Regions from separate parts of the Sus scrofa genome. Here region 2 is linked to region 1. Evidence: chromatin contacts called from public HiChIP or PLAC-seq data. All regions are on one chromosome and are shown on one strand. Each heading gives the region's core, a stretch centred on a gene start, on an enhancer-like site or on the middle of the called end of the contact. The rest is flanking DNA. Distances are from core to core; before and after follow the strand shown.

What was found. HiChIP or PLAC-seq counts read pairs in DNA pulled down with a chosen protein or histone mark.
Region 2: an H3K27ac HiChIP or PLAC-seq map of skeletal muscle shows a contact between it and region 1. The contact joins two enhancer-like sites. A contact is called at or near these places in 3 of 47 Hi-C or Micro-C datasets (epiblast stem cells, heart right ventricle and skeletal muscle) and 1 of 2 datasets of contacts at active chromatin or transcription factors (skeletal muscle).

Annotation. Positions count from the first base shown.
Region 1 is chr1:189,180,481-189,183,180 of Sscrofa11.1, forward strand. The region is part of intron 1 of LOC102157689 (a long non-coding RNA gene); the gene reads left to right. Among named protein-coding and RNA genes, the nearest start is that of DHRS7, 11 kb to the left of the region's middle. Within about 2 kb of position 1,276, at least 9 of the 83 cell types and tissues checked have an H3K27ac peak or open chromatin away from gene starts, as enhancers often do. A contact at or near this core is called in skeletal muscle, where this site is marked.
Region 2 is chr1:189,337,889-189,340,588 of Sscrofa11.1, forward strand. All of the region lies in intron 22 of C1H14orf39 (protein SIX6OS1), which reads right to left. Among named protein-coding and RNA genes, the nearest start is that of PPM1A, 90 kb to the left of the region's middle. Within about 2 kb of position 1,288, at least 34 of the 83 cell types and tissues checked have an H3K27ac peak or open chromatin away from gene starts, as enhancers often do. A contact at or near this core is called in skeletal muscle, where this site is marked.

The DNA of each region.
Region 1 (2,700 bases), core at 26-2,525:
TTGATACCCTGAATCATCTTCCCCAGCACAAGCTCCTAACCAGTCTTCAAAGGGACCCTGATGGGGGCTTGGACTACAGGAGTGAGATGCGATGTCTTCACTATCTTAGTCTAGTTTTAGCAGTCAGAAATGTTCCTGGGCTGAGGTAGCATAGAAATGGAGCTGTTCAGAGAACAAAGCTGATGACCAGGCTCCTTCTTTTCAGTAAAGGCACTTTTGCTGAATTCAGAACATCTCAGGTATAACTACCTATTGTCTATCTGGGGTTCCTTTAAAGAAAAAAAAAAAAAAGGCTGTTTTTACTAAATTTTTCATCCACTATTGAAGGCATTCATGAATAAATCAGCACCGCCCTCTACTGGATAATCTGTGTTTATGACTCAATTGTGTCCAAGGTGATGTAAATAGAATTTTAGATATTTTTTCTGAATTTCTGTGAAAGCTGCATGGAAACCAGGACATCTGAGCTGTCTGGATATTTCTCCATGCCTATTAATGTAGTCAGGTAAAATGATCCTCACAAAAGCCTTTCTTTTCTAATTTTAAGAATTGCATGTTTTGAAAAAAAATGAATTCCAGTGCATTAAAAACAAAGAGAGTCAGGGAGACAGAAAGATAGATGTGAAGATGAAGGAGAGAGACAGGGAGAGAGTGCCAGAGAATGAGAGTCAGTTCTCTTCAGAGTAAACAGGGACTAGTTTCCTACTTTGGCAACCTCAAAAATAAACTCAAGTACATGCTTTCTTTATGACATCACCAGCTGTAGTTCTTACAATGTGCATGCTAATTCTAGCTCGTAAGTTAAACTTTTTATCTTTTTGAGACAAAATTTAAGCTGTAAGCTTGGTCAACTATCATGATCAGTTTGACTTCTGTGAAAATGTTACACTTCTATTAAAGCAGATTAAACTGTGTTTGGTTGGGAGTCAGCCAGCAAATTGCTCTATCCAGCAGAGTAACAGCATGAAAACCCGTTGATCTAGCCTAAATTCTGACTTACGAGAAAAAAATAAATAGTAATTAAAACCTACTGCTACATGAATAAGTCTTACAAAGAAAAAAAAGGAAGGGAAAAAAAAAAAAGAGAAAAACCTAATGCAAATTAAACTACATTATCCCAACAAGAACACCCACATGTGGCCTTAATAGGACAAATGCAAAGACAGAATAAGCCCTCATTTCTGGGTTAAAAGTTCCAAATTAGACTCCCCAATCCTGACCTCCAGCTTCTCTTCCAGAAGCGGTCTCAGATGCTGGAAGGATCCTGGGCTTTGGCATAAACAACGTGGATTCAAATTTCAGCTCTGCCATTAGATGGCTTTGAGAAAAGACCTTGTTTTCCTTACCTGCAAGGTGGAGATAAAAACACATAATTCACAGAATCTGAGGAAAATTAAATGAAATAAAGCATGTAAATCATTTAATATAGTATCTGGCACGTATTAGGTTTTCCATAAAACCATGGCTTTCTTTTCCATTTCCCTCCAAATTTTTAGAGCTACCTGGTTATCCGACAACTCCAGGTGACACCCAGGCCAAGGAAATGTCTGAAATTCTTCTCCTTCTACATTCTCTTTCCTAATTACTACCACCGTTATTCATCTCATTGTCCAAGTCAGCCACATGAACATCACCCTAGATGCTATCCTCCTGCCCATGTCTGAATGTGTAAAAAACTCCTCTGCCTTCAAGACTCAGTAGATGTTACCTCTCCTGAGAAGAGCCTGAATTTCTCTGGTCCTTTCAGACTGACTTGAGTTCTTGACCTGATCCCATGTTCCCAAGGCACCCCCTAGATATGCCTCTTATACCATGTCGTGACTTGTTCCCTTTCCCACTGGGCTGTGAGTACTTCTATAGCCGAGGTTGTGTCTCATTCAAAATTTTACCCCCAGGTTCTAATATTGTACTTGCCACACGAGGATGCTGAAAAACAGCTGTGGAAATAATGAATTGCTGTATGGATTAATGACTAATTATTGGAGTTTCAGAAATAGTAATATGGAAGTTCCTGGGCCAGGGATGCCGTCTGAGCCACAGCTGTGACCTACACCACAACTGCAGCAATGCCGGATCCTTAATCCACTGCATCACAGCAGGAACTCCCTGAAATGGTAATCTTACCCATTTTCTCTATGGATCAATAGAGTTAGGAGTCAAATGGAGAATGTCACAGGAACCCAAAAGGCTAGGACCAGGCTTCTTATTCCTTCCCCCAAATTTAGATTTCTAGACCCTGGAGATCAGGGAAGATGTGCTGAGCAGCCATCCTCCCACAGGGGAAGTGACTTCTTGGCTGTGCCTATCAGTAATGGAAGGTCTGCCTCTGGAAGCTCATCCTTGGGCTTTGACCAGATCTGCTTATCTGTAGAATCAGAGGCAGAGGAAAATGCATGATTTTTTTTTTTTTTGAGGTACACCTGTGGCATAAGGAAGTTCCCAGGCTAGGGGTCCAATCAGAGCTGTGGCTACCAACCTGCACCACAGCCACAACAACACAAGATCCAACCCTCATCTGTGACTTATACCACAGCTCAAGGCAATGCCACCAGATCTTTAACCCGCCGAATGAGGCCAGGGTTAGAACCTGAATCCTCATGGATACTTCTCGGGTTCGTAACCTGCTGAGCCACAACAGGAACTCCCACAAATACCTTTTCTAAGTTATGAATGAAGGTTAGCTTCTTGGGCTAGCTCACA
Region 2 (2,700 bases), core at 38-2,537, 160 kb after region 1:
TTTTAAAGACAATTTTACTGATTCAAAACTTTGGCTAATGTCATAAGCATAAAAGTCACCTGAACTCTAGACCTTACAGACTCGTGACCTCCAAACCTAACTACTCAGCTTTTAAGAATCACCTTGTCTACTTACTAAACACATATAGATGTTTTAGTATTTGCGGTTTGAAAAAAAAAAATGAGAACAATTCTTCTCAAACTTTAATGCAGAGGTCTTGCTAAAATTTTAGATTCCATAGGATTGTGTGGTGGGGCCTGAGATTCTGCATTTCTAATAATTTTGAAATTGATGCTGTTAGGTTGCTTCCCCGACCATATTTTGAGTGGCAATGCCCTAGGAAATTCTAACAGTCATTGGGGAACCAGAACTTTAGGCATCTCACATGTTGCCTGAAATATGAAAAAGCTCATTTCCACTTGAATGTTTATCAGCAGCTCACGGTGTGTCAACGAGATTGGGACGCAAGCTGATGTAAAGTGTCAGTGGGCAAATTCAGTCTCAATTGGTGGAAGAAACATGGTTGAGAACAGTTTAATTATATTTATGCGTTGCCAATGCAAGAAGAGACTGGAACCCTAGTTTATTTCTCTGGTGATGTATTCTTTAGAGATCAACAAAGACAAAGGCAGGGGAAACCATTACTTTAAAATCATATTATTTTAGCTGATGTATTTGGAGCACGGTGATAAATTAATCATGACATCTGGTCTGATTCACAATCATATTCTAGCCCAATTTACACTTCGCATTTGCAGAACTGAAATGCGATGCATTAAAATGGTGCACACATCACAGATTTTTCTCTTCACTGAACCCATGGAGGGAAGCGCTCTCTCACTCAGCCTTTTCACTGAAGCACCTGCCTGTAGGCCCAGGCTAGCAGTGAATCCAGCTTCCCGCTCCGAGCAGTGAGGCAGGGAGAAAGGAAGATTCCGCGCTCAAGACAGCCGCTGCCTAACGGGCAAAGCCTGCTTGCGAGATGGAGTGGGAGTCGTTAAAAAATAACTTCCTGGCTTAATAAGACCGAGGCAGGCTTATTCACCGGGAAGGGGGAGCGGCGCGGGGTTGTTTCTAAACATAACAGATGGCAGCTGTCTGCGGCTATATAGGGCGCACTGACAAATCTCCCGGACAGCCCCTGGGCGCTCGGGGGTGCGCGAAGGAGGCGGCGGGCGTGGGTGCAGCTGCCGCCCGCGAGGGCTCGGGATTGCAGGATTCACCGCCTGCCCGCGCCCGGGCTCCGAGCGGAGCGGGCGCTGGACCCTGGCAGCTCGCGGCCGATCTAACTCTCGTGCAGGGGAGGCGGGGCTCTCGGCGAATTCACTCGCTCCCACATCTTCCACATCTTCCAGCACCCAGCCCCGGGCGGCGTTACGGGGTGGGAGGGGTGGCTCCCAGCTCCCCACTCGCGACTTGGACCCAGTTCTGCCGGCTACCAGGGGCTGGCTAATTATCCTGGTTTGCGAAGCTCGGCGCCCAGAAGGGGTGTGCGCGGACGTGCTCTTCCATTCTCACCGCGTGGCTAGTGAAATGGCTGTCACACACTAAGGATGATGCGGAACCACATCGGAGGGTTAATTTTGTATGAAATGGGTCCTAGCTATGATTTCCATGTGGTAAACCTATTTTCCAAACCGTAAATCAATCTATACTACCTTCTGATACCTGTCAAATGACTTTTTTCAATGATTTGGAATTATTTTGTAAGATGGGAAAAATCTTACAAAGCTAGAAAAGTTGTCACAGAGATTTTTTCTTTTCCAGCCGCACCTGTGGCACAGAGGTTCCCAGGCTAGGGGTCAAATGGGAACTGCGGCCCTGCCTACACCACAGCCACTGCAATGCAGGATCTGAGAGTGGTATCTGTGATCTACACCACAGCTCACATCAATGCCAGATCCTTAACCCACTGAGCTAGGCCAGGAATTGTACCCGTGTCCTCCTGGATACTATTTGGGTTCGTTACTGCTGAGCCACAATAGGAACTCCTAGAGATACAGTTTAAACAAAAATTTAATTAAAATAATGAAAGTAAAATTGGACAGTGCTATCAGTGGGCTGAGCTTCCTGAAAGACAGGGCAAGGGAGTTAGGCTTCTTTTTTTTTTTTTTTTTTTTTTTTTTTTTGATTTTCCCACTGTACAGCAAGGGGGTCAGGTTATCCTTACATGTATACATTACAATTACATTTTTCCCCCACCCTTTGTTCTGTTGCAACATGAGTATCTAGACAAAGTTCTCAATGCTATTCAGCAGGATCTCCTTGTATATCTATTCTAAGTTGTGTCTGATAAGCCCAAGCTCCTGATCCCTCCCACTCCCTCCCCCTCCCATCAGGCAGCCACAAGTCTTTTCTCCAAGTCCATGATTTTCTTTTCTGAGGAGATGTTCATTTGTGCTGGATATTAGATTCCAGTTATAAGTGATATCATATGGTATTTGTCTTTGTCTTTCTGGCTCATTTCACTCAGTATGAGATTCTCTAGCTCCATCCATGTTGCTGCAAATGGCATTATGTCATTCTTTTTTATGGCTGAGTAGTATTCCATTGTGTATATATACCACCTCTTCCGAATCCAATCATCTGTCAATGGACATTTGGGTTGTTTCCATGGAGTTAGGCTTCTGAGCTGTGGTTGGGCTTGGGGCAAAAGGGAGGGGTTTGGGAGCCTGAGGACTGAACAGCCAAACATTCCTA